Linked DNA regions of Mus musculus: region 2 is linked to region 1. The links are chromatin contacts, called in public promoter capture Hi-C maps. All regions are on one chromosome and are shown on one strand. Each heading gives the region's core, a stretch centred on a gene start, on an enhancer-like site or on the middle of the called end of the contact. The rest is flanking DNA. Distances are from core to core; before and after follow the strand shown. Region 1 overlaps Dtnb (dystrobrevin, beta). Region 2 holds the start of Efr3b (EFR3 homolog B).

The links. Promoter capture Hi-C pulls out the DNA fragments that hold promoters and counts their contacts.
Region 2: a contact with region 1 is called in a promoter capture Hi-C map of hippocampal neurons, with 2.1 times the contacts expected there. The contact joins the promoter of Efr3b here to the enhancer-like site in region 1. A contact is called at or near these places in 13 of 39 promoter capture datasets (the 3T3-L1 cell line, the C10 cell line, cranial neural crest and 8 more), 3 of 115 datasets of contacts at active chromatin or transcription factors (astrocytes, embryonic forebrain and embryonic stem cells) and 1 of 9 other capture datasets (macrophages).

What each region holds. Positions count from the first base shown.
Region 1 is chr12:3,672,989-3,677,545 of GRCm38.p6, forward strand. All of the region lies in intron 8 of Dtnb (dystrobrevin, beta), which reads left to right. Among named protein-coding and RNA genes, the nearest start is that of Dtnb, 100 kb to the left of the region's middle. Within about 2 kb of position 2,128, at least 16 of the 459 cell types and tissues checked have an H3K27ac peak or open chromatin away from gene starts, as enhancers often do. A contact at or near this core is called in hippocampal neurons, where this site is marked.
Region 2 is chr12:4,037,431-4,042,438 of GRCm38.p6, forward strand. Efr3b (EFR3 homolog B) reads right to left here and starts at 1,485. Exons shown (of 23, transcript NM_001082483.1): 1 at 1,274-1,485. The coding sequence starts at 1,280.

The DNA of each region.
Region 1 (4,557 bases), core at 878-3,377:
ATGCAACACGTGGAAACCAAGACCAGAAGTGGAAGACTGCACAACAGCAATTGCATCGCCCGGCTCAGCTTTGCTGGATCTTGGTCAAGCAGCTGTGCTGGCTTTGCAACTTTCTCCATTCCCATCAGAGACGGCCATGTTGAGATTCCAAGCTTGTGTTATCCTACTGGTTATTTTCAGTGCCATCTAGAATTCAATTTTGTGATATTCCAGATCTTGCTTGTTCCCTTGTTCCCTTGCTAATGGACATTTAACCTGTTCCTAGTTTTGTCTTTCCCAAATATAGCTTTAGTGGTTCTTTTTTATCTTCTTCTGTGGTATGGAACGTTATCTAGGGAATGCACTTAGGACTGGGCTCCCTGTGCATTTTCTGTTGTAAAATTGTGTAATCTGATAAGGCTTTACTTTGTACCCCTGTTGCATATAGACTTTGCTATTGGTTTGCATCCTCATTTATAAATGACATAATACTTTTGTTGTGTCTTGTGTGAACTCATGCACATGCATGTGGAGGCCAGAGAGAGGTACATCATGTATCCTGTTATATCATTCTCTCTGTCCTTTTTCCCTTGAACGTGCCTCTCACTGAGCTTGGAGCCCACTGATAGATGCCCCCTCCTAGGATGGCTGGCCAGTGGCTCCAGTGATTTTCCTGTGTTCTTCCTTCCCTGACCTGCTCCCTCATTGAACCCAGAGCCCCACGTTTGCACATCAAGCTCTACTTACCCACTTATCCAGCTATTCATCCTCCTAATACAGTACCTGAAATTCTCATATAAAGCAACACAAGTTAACAAATGAGAATATGAACTATCAGTTAAATTACACCAAGGGATGTTCCTCCCTTGGAGGGCCCCCTCCTTTAGGAATTCTTTCCTTTTCCTTAATAAATCTGCATTCTCTTTGCTTTAAAAAAAATTCACAGAGAAAAGCAATTCTGTCTGTGAATTCAAACGGTTGTGTCATCGGGTACTGTAATACTGGGGGTAGCGATTACCTGCTGTGTGCTGTGGAATGCCAGCCTCCACTCAGGATCATTGCAGGGATCATTTCAGCTTCTCGTTCATGTCACATTGATGTGACAACTCAATTAGGAGAACATTGGCCCCAAGCTTCAGCCTTAAGGTGGTGACATTTAATGCAACCCCTGCCCAGCCTTCACTGTCTTCTCAGCCAGGGGTGTCCTGCCTGGGACTGAGTGCTGCCTTGGCTCTTGTGGCCACCTCGGAATGGCGCTGTGCATGCTGAGTTCCCCTTCCTTTTTTGAAAAGGCAGCCGAGGGGCATTGCCGAGCAGTGTGAGCTACCACTGTCCTTCTGCAGCTTTGGCCGTGAGAGCAGCTGGGACAGGAGTGGCTTCTTTTGTAGATGAAGGGGTTTTGTAATTTGTATAGACATGTTTCAGAAGCTGCATGTGAACCAATTATATTTAATTCTTTAGTCATATTTTCTTGTCAGAGAGTTAATACTCTTAAATCTTGGAAGATTAACAAAAATTACATGAATTACATTTCTCTCATACTTATGTCGTTAAAAATTACAGCTTTATTAGTTGAGTGAAACTTGAGCTCAGCAATTCTAATTTTCACTTTTTAAAAGCAAACTGTGGAGGCAGAGGCAGGTGGATTTCTGAGTTCGAGGCCAGCCTGGTCTACAGAGTGAGTTCCAGGACAGCCAGGACTATACAGAGAAACCCTGTCTCGAAAAACCAAAAACAAACAAGCAAACAAAAAAGCAAACTGTAAAAAAGAAATGTATATTTTTAAGTAAGGATTCCATTTCGAGCTGATAGACTGAGAACATGCCTTATAGTCTTTCCATCTTATTCCAGATACTTAGAACATATCAATGTTAGAATCTGAAAAGTCATTTGCAAATAAACTAACCAAGAAAAAGCAAGGCAAGCCTTAACTGCCGAATGTCCATGAAAAGCGGATGGTGCCCTATGCAGATGGAAACCATGATCCACAGCAAGGGCAGGGAAGTGCTGCTTCTGCCACCGCAGCACATGAACACCGCCTGGAAACTTTCCACCTTGCCACAGGTGCAGTGGGTACAAGGGGCTCCAGACAAGTGACAAGTGACTCTGGCACTGTGCACGGTGGTGGAGGCGTCTCTAGCAGATGTAGTGAGTAAAGGAGCGTAGGCTGGAGAGGCAGGGCAGTATTCCAAGAGCTTGCAGAATCTAGCAGAGGAGGGAGGCCCTTGTTTAGAAGACCACAGAGCTTTTCCACTAGGACCTCTTGCACGCTCACTGAGAATAGCTTCTCCGCTTCAGCTCCAAGAAGGCAGACATTACAACAGAGTGGACAAGCTGAGCGGGAAGCTCTGGCTACACAGTTGAGCACTTAGGTCAGAATGGCCATAAGGAAGAGCACAGCCATGCAGAGAGGGTGACATGATTCCTTTCAGAAACAGAGTTAATCGAATAAGGAAACTACATTTGAAAGAGCATGTGCATCTGTCTGTCTCTCTGTCTGTCTGTCAGTACAACTCCCAGGAGTCAGCTCTTTTCTTCCACTTTGTGAGATCCAGGGACTGAACGCAGGTGCCAGTTTGAGTAAAAGTGCCTCTACCCACTGCCCATCTCACCTCTCAAAACTACATTCATAGACTGTATAGTTCAGTCCTTTGAGAGATAAGTGCAGTTTTTTTCTACTAAAAATAATTAAACTTTTTTAAAGATTTTATTTTTTATTTTATGTGTATATATGTCTTCATGTATAACTGTATTTATTATGTGTATACCTGGTGTCAGTGGAGGCTGGAAGAGGGCATTGGATTCATCGAAGCTGGAGTTACAGGCATTGTCAGCCATTATCTGGGTGTAGGAATTGAGCCTGGGGCCTCTGGAAGAACTGCCAATGCTAATAACCTCTTAAGTCATCTCAACAGCCCCCAAATTAAACTTTAAGACTATCAAGAGAAGAAATTCAGGGCTAGGTGTAGCTGTGTACACTTTTAACCCCAGCACTTGGTGGGTAGAGGCAGGTGGATCTCCCTGAGTTAGGGGCCAGTCTGGACTGTATAGTGAGTTCCAGGACAGCCAGGTAACAACCAGCCATCCCCCAACAATAATAATGGTAGTGGGAAAAAAGAAAAGGGACAAGAAATTCAGTGATGGGCTAATGAACAGTGTTCACAGGAAGAGTAAACATGGGAGCTGAGCTCTAATGGGGAGGAATGAGTGCAAATGTGTTACATAGGATAAAAGAGAAAACCTAAGACTTGTAGGAGGGGGTAGTAAGAAGTTCCATCTAATAAGAGGTTCAGAAAATGGCTAAAGATGATATTTAGAAGGTTAAATAGACTCAGTGCCTAGATTGTTATCCAAAGACACTTTGATATTTCCATTCATCTGGACTCAAACCATCAAAATAGTAAAACGTTATTGTGTTAATAATGATTTCCTTCATGATTAAAAACAAGGAGTATTTCAGACCCAGAATCATTTTGACATCCTTCAGTGAAAAAGATATATGTTCAACAAGAAGCTGCAGAAAGCAGGGACATGCATTCCCTAGAGGAGGTCCTTACTGCTGGGGCCTCTGGAGCTTTGTGCCCAGTGCTCAGAGCTGGTGTTGGCCAAGACTTCACTGAGGTGACTGAAAGAGAAAGAACTATGAAAGATTTATTCCTTTATTCTTTGTGTGTGTGTGTGTGTGTGTGTGTGTGTGTGTGTGTGTGTGTGTGTGTGCCTGTGTGAGCCTCCACATGGGTCCTGGGAACTGGACTTGCGACCTCAGCAACCTTTTGCAAGAGGATTTAGAAGTGCACACTCCTTAAGCAATGGGAACTAGAAAAAGACAATCTGCTCAGCAGAGGTTGGAGCAGTGAACACTTGAAGCTGTAAATGTTTGCTAAGCTGAAGCTCCCAGTGTCACTTTGCACCAGCAGGTTACATCGTCATGCCTTAAATTCTAGCTCTCGAAAGAAAGAGGCAGATGGGTCTTTGTGAGTTCTAGGTCAACCTGGGTTATATAGCAAGTTCCAGGCCGGTCAGGGTTATATAGTCAGACTCTGCTTTAAAAAGAAAAATAAATTAAAAGTAATGCATGCATTAAATCAAGAGAAATGAATCTCTAGCTGAATATTCCAGTATGGTAGTTACTAGACACATGACTTTAATTTTAAGGTAAAATTTAAATTTAAAATGAGTTTCTCGCATGCAATAAAAACATCACAAGTGTCCAGTTGCCACCATACTGGACAATACAGAAACAGCACATTTCCTATAAAATTCTGTTGCATAGCACCACTCAAGGGTCAGTTCTTATTGAACATAACCTCCTCCCCCTCAGATCTCTTTGTGGCAGTGTTGTCTGACAGCTCAGATCCAAAGAAGCCTCTGGACAGCATAGTCCCTGCTAAAGGGAAAACCCATTCTCAAAGCAACTCATGAAGAAGAAACAGCAAATGAAACACACAAAAAAGTAAACAGATCAAGAACTTAAAAGACAGTGTCTTAAAAATGCTAAAGAAGCAAGCTTTGGAATATAAAAGTAGTTGTCTGGTTTGCTAGGAGGAGTGCATTGGTTGTACTTCAGATAGCTGGCCT
Region 2 (5,008 bases), core at 235-2,734, 360 kb after region 1:
ACTGGTTATGGGTCCAGCCGCTGAGGACATCTCCCCTCCCCCCATTTGCTCCACCCAAGAGAATTAATGCTAGCTGAGAGGACCTGCTGACACCTCTATAAGAATCATAGTGTGGCTGTGTAACCAACTGACCTGGGAAGGAGATGCAAGGCAAAAAGTTAAGTCTTTGTCTTCTAAATAGGGGGCTCACCAACTGCTGACTCTTTTCAGCATGCTCTCTGTGCTAACAAACTTTGTGACTCATGGTCTGTTCGCAGAGGCAGCCAGCAGCCTTAGAAATGGGTTAAATTGGGAACATGCACTTCTAGATCACTCACTCCTCAGGTGCAGCCCGAGCCCCTACCCTGCAGTAGGAGACGGAGAACAGGGCTCCAATTCTTCTGCTGGCCTCAGAATAACTACCAGAGACCTGGGCTCTAGTAAACTGTGTCCACAGGAATACACGCACACATGTACCCTTGGTAGAGAGCCGATTCCTAGACTAGTCCACTCTTATGATCTGCAAAGTGGGACCCCAGGAGCGCTTTCCTCATCCACGCTGCCTGTAGAACCCGAGAAATTCTTGACAAATGAGCAAGCAGAGCCTTGAACCGTGAGGGTCTTGGAGCTGCCACACATTCGTGGGGGCGGTGGCTGCGTAATTGGGAGAAACCCTCGAAGCAGCATCTCTCCCCATCAGCCCTCCATAGGGCCAATCTGGAAGTTGGGAAGCCTGAATACCATTAGCAGCAGTGTTAGGTAGAGGCCAAGTCCACCCAGCTCAGAGAGATGAACCTCCAGCGCCGGCTCGCTCGCCAGCTCCTGCACTGCCGGCGCCGCCTCCCACATCCAAGGAGCCTGGCAGCAGACTGGCAGTGAGCAGCTCTCCCCTACCCTGGACCACTTTCGCGCATCAAACTCCCAAGCACAAGCCTCTTTGTTAATTCTGCAAATACTGTCACCCGATCACCTCCACCAACACTGTCGGCTCAGCTCCGAAGATACTCGCTTTTTCCAAAGCCGGGTGCCTCTCAGCCATCAGAGTCCCTACCTGGCGACGGACCACCGCCCCTAGCGCCTGCACACGCCTGCCCGAGGGATCTCAGGGGACCAGAGAGTCCCCCGGCCTAAGGCATCTTTGTCCTCTCGGCACAGACGTACGCACAGGCGACTGAACCAGCCTAGCCTGGCACCAAGTCGGCATTCTCGCTTTTGCGACGGGGGCCACTCCGGGGGACAAAGGTCCGTGTCTGGAAGTTTGCGGGCCCGAGCCGGGGCGCCAAGCCCTCCTTACCGTACATCTCCGCGGGGAGCGCGCCTCTGGGGAGGCCGGCGTAGCCGCGTCGCTGGCTGCTAGTCCTGGCCGCTCCTGCCTTTCATTCACAGCCCGGCGGGCTCAGGCGGCTGCGGGCGGAGACCGGGGCGCGGCGGGAGCAGCCGATGGGGGGCCGGCGGCGGGCGGGACAGAGCGGGACGCCACCCGCCCATTCAGCGACGAGGTTGGCTGCCGCCTCCTGCTCTGGTCCGCAAGCTAGGCGGCGCGCAGGGGGCGGAGCTGTGTTCTGCCACGCCCCGCCCCCTTGGCCACTGGCGGGCTGCCTCAAGAGCCCCGCCTCCATCCCGGACCCTCTCCTTTCCTCAGTATGGGGCGAGCCTTTTTACCTACCTGACGCCCCAGGAAGCCCAGGTTCTTCGTTCACTCAGTAGATCATCCATCCGAATTCCAGCTCCTGGCTCAGCTCTTACGCGGGTCGCTGACGTGTCCTTCAAACTGATGACACACACACACACACACACACACACACACACACACACACACACACACACACACACACACACCCCACACCAGGTCAGCCGGGCGCTGGAAGCTGCAGGTGTGCTCTATTCAGTCTGCTCAAACGAACCGGCTTAGGGAACCTAAGGAGCAGAAATTGAGGCATAACCCTATTCTTTCTGCGGGCCCCAAACTCTGTTTGCTACCTGGGTCAGGTATTCAGGAAATACAGCACACTCCCAACCTCCAAGGCTGCAGGAAGTCCGCTTGGTTTTTCCTCTCCAGATTTGTGTAATCTGCAAGCTTTGCAGCCAGCATCCCCTCCACAAAGGGACTTAAACCCCAGGCCAACGCCCCAGCCCTGGATATCTCTGCCTTCTGTTTCTCTGGCTTTTCTATTTCTATTTCTTAATTTCTCCTCTTGCCTCTTGCTGGAGGCTTTCTGTTTTCTTCCCGACCGTAAAAATTAGAGAAGGGCCTGAATGCAATGACCTTCGTTTTGTTTGTTTGTTTGTTTGTTTGTTTTGTTTTGTTTCGTCTTGTTTTTTGAGACAGGGTTTCTCTGTCGGCGCCTCTTTGAGCCTTGCTTCGTGTTGAGAAATTTCATGAACCTACAGTACATAGTGGGCACCACATATTGTTTTCTTTTTCTTTTTTTCTCCCCCAAAGCAAAGATCAAACCAGAGAGATCCAGTCCTTGGATTTGGAGACGGTGCTCAAGACAGTGCTCACTGCACCCCAAACCAGCATTTTCTATTTTTCTTTGGCTTCATTTCCCCAGACACATCCACCAACCCACCTGCACCTCTCCTAATCTGATGCTTCCTGTTGCCTTGATAAACAGAATGACCAAAAAAACACTTGGTTAAGAAAGGGTTTATGTCATATTAAACTTTACAGTCCATCACTGGGGGAAGTTGTCCTGGTTTGAACGGATTGTAGTGGAATATGAAGAGTCCCTGTAGGCTCTTATATTTGAATGCTGGTCCCTCATTGGTAGAACTGTTTGGGGGAGGATTAGGAAGTGTGTTCTTGTTGGGGGTGTGTGTGTCAATGGTCAATGGAGATGGCCTTCGAAGTTTCAAAAGCCCACACTAGTCCAGCGCTCTCTCTCTCTCTCTCTCTCTTTCTCTCTCTCTCTCTCTCTCTCTCTTTCTCTCTCTCTCTCCCTCATGCTTGTTGACCAGATGTAAGCTCTGATCCACAGCCATGCCTGCCTGCCTGCCTGCCTGCTGTGCTCTCCACCATGATGGCTGTGGACTCTACCCTCTGGAAATGTGCGCCCTGAACTGAATTGTTTCTTGTATAACCTGTCTTGGCTATGGAGACAGGATATTGGGATCAGCAATAAAAAAGGAACTAAGACAGGATTCTTCCCTAAAGTTACATGGCCAGTAAGCAATTTCTGGAGTGATGTAGCTGCCTGCGTGCTGCACCAGGGCACCAGCGGTGCAGCTTTTAGTTAGTCCCCTTGCTGGGTGGGCTTTCCAGTGGCAAAACTGCCTAGTTCCTTGTGCTCCTGTACGTGACCCCAACAAACTCCTCGGCCCATCAAGATAGACTTGGGTTGGATTATTTCTTTGGTCTGTTGATATCTTTTCTATCTGGGTTTAATAGAAATAAGCTCTCAGAAAAAAATAACACAACAGAGACAGTGTAAAATCAAAGGGCTGGATTCAAGAGTCCTATCCTCTAGAGCAGGTGACTGCGAGGACAGAGGAAAGGAAAAAAATCAGCTCCTTAGGGGGAACTCTAGGATGGTGGAAAGTCAGAATTGGGATTAGTACCTTAAACAGGTTCCTCTTTGCTTGCAGAAATCCCAAGTAAGGAAGAAGATAAAGAGAAAGAATCGGCATTTACTGAATGGCTCCATTGCAATGGGTCCGTGCCAGGCCCTCACAGATCTCAGTATAGGTCGCCTGTGGCTTACGATGGCCAGTCTTTACATTGTGTGAAGGTAATATACTTTCAGTAGAAACTGTACTTGAAATTTTTATCTTTTCTCGGCCTAGAAATATATAGCACTGTATGCTTTCTTGCTACTGGGTAGCATCAATGAGCCACTTGCTCTGTCAGCCCTTGGCTCACCAGGGGAGGCAAGCAGTAGCTACATTGCACTGCGTTCTAAGTTTTGATGTAGGTTGGCAGAGGTAAGTAAACTTTCTACTCACACTATTTTCTTCACGGTGTACACATGCATGTGTGTTTGTTTGTTTGTTTGTATGTGCATTTGTATGTGTGTATGTATGGGTGTATGTATGCGTGTGTGTGCATATGTGTGTGAGCACCAGAGGCTGATGTCATGTTTCTTTTTCTATTTCTCTTGGTTTTATTCATTGAGCCAGGGTGTCTCACTCGATCCCAGAATTTAAGCAGCCAGCTTACTCCAGGGACCCCTGGGATCCTCTTCTCAGGAGCTGGTATTCCAGGTGAGCTGCCATTTCCACCCAGGGTTTACAAGGGTGCTATGAAGCCAAACTCTAGTCCCCACACCGGTGCAGCAAGTGCTTGGCCAGCTGAACCACATCCCCAGCAGCTCCTACAACGATTTTATCAGGAACACCATTGTTGGCAAGGAGTGCTCTTTCTAGCTTATAGTAAGATCGAGGTGCAGCAAGGTGGTTCAAACTAGGATGCAGCTTAGCAGTGCACACTGATACATGACTGCACTGTAAGTGGGGCGGTTCTTCCTTGCAGGTTGAATAGGCTGCTCACCTCTCTCCTTTACCTGCATTAACTCTCCAGTGCCTTATTGCTTGAGTGAGCATACCACCACAAGTGGGCCCTTTCATATGCACTCTGTCCTAGGACTGCCAGTTCTGGCTCCCTGCGGTGTTGGCTGGAGGCTAGTTGCCTCTTAAGAGTTGTTTGCCCAGGCCAAAGACAAGATTATTATTCTTTAGGCACACTGCACCTTGCTCCATGTGCTTTCTCTGTAACTGTGCTCTTTGCTTCAATAGCTCCCTCTGCCAGAACTTCGGTATGAACCAGGCTTTCTCTGTGTTGCACAGAAGGAAGACTTAGACATAGAAGGCAAGCTACAGCCATCGTGCATAGCCCAGGAACCTCCCCCTCACATCTAGGGCATTAGCATCCATGCACTGTCCCCAAGGACCGTCCTCCAGCCTTCTGACAGCTTCACCAGGCCCCATCACTCCTCTTTGTCCACCCAAAGCTTTTAATCTCTCTATGAGCTGCAGTTCTCAGCCCTGCGCTTGCTCCAGGCACCAACAGTGACCAGCTTTAAAGAACTAT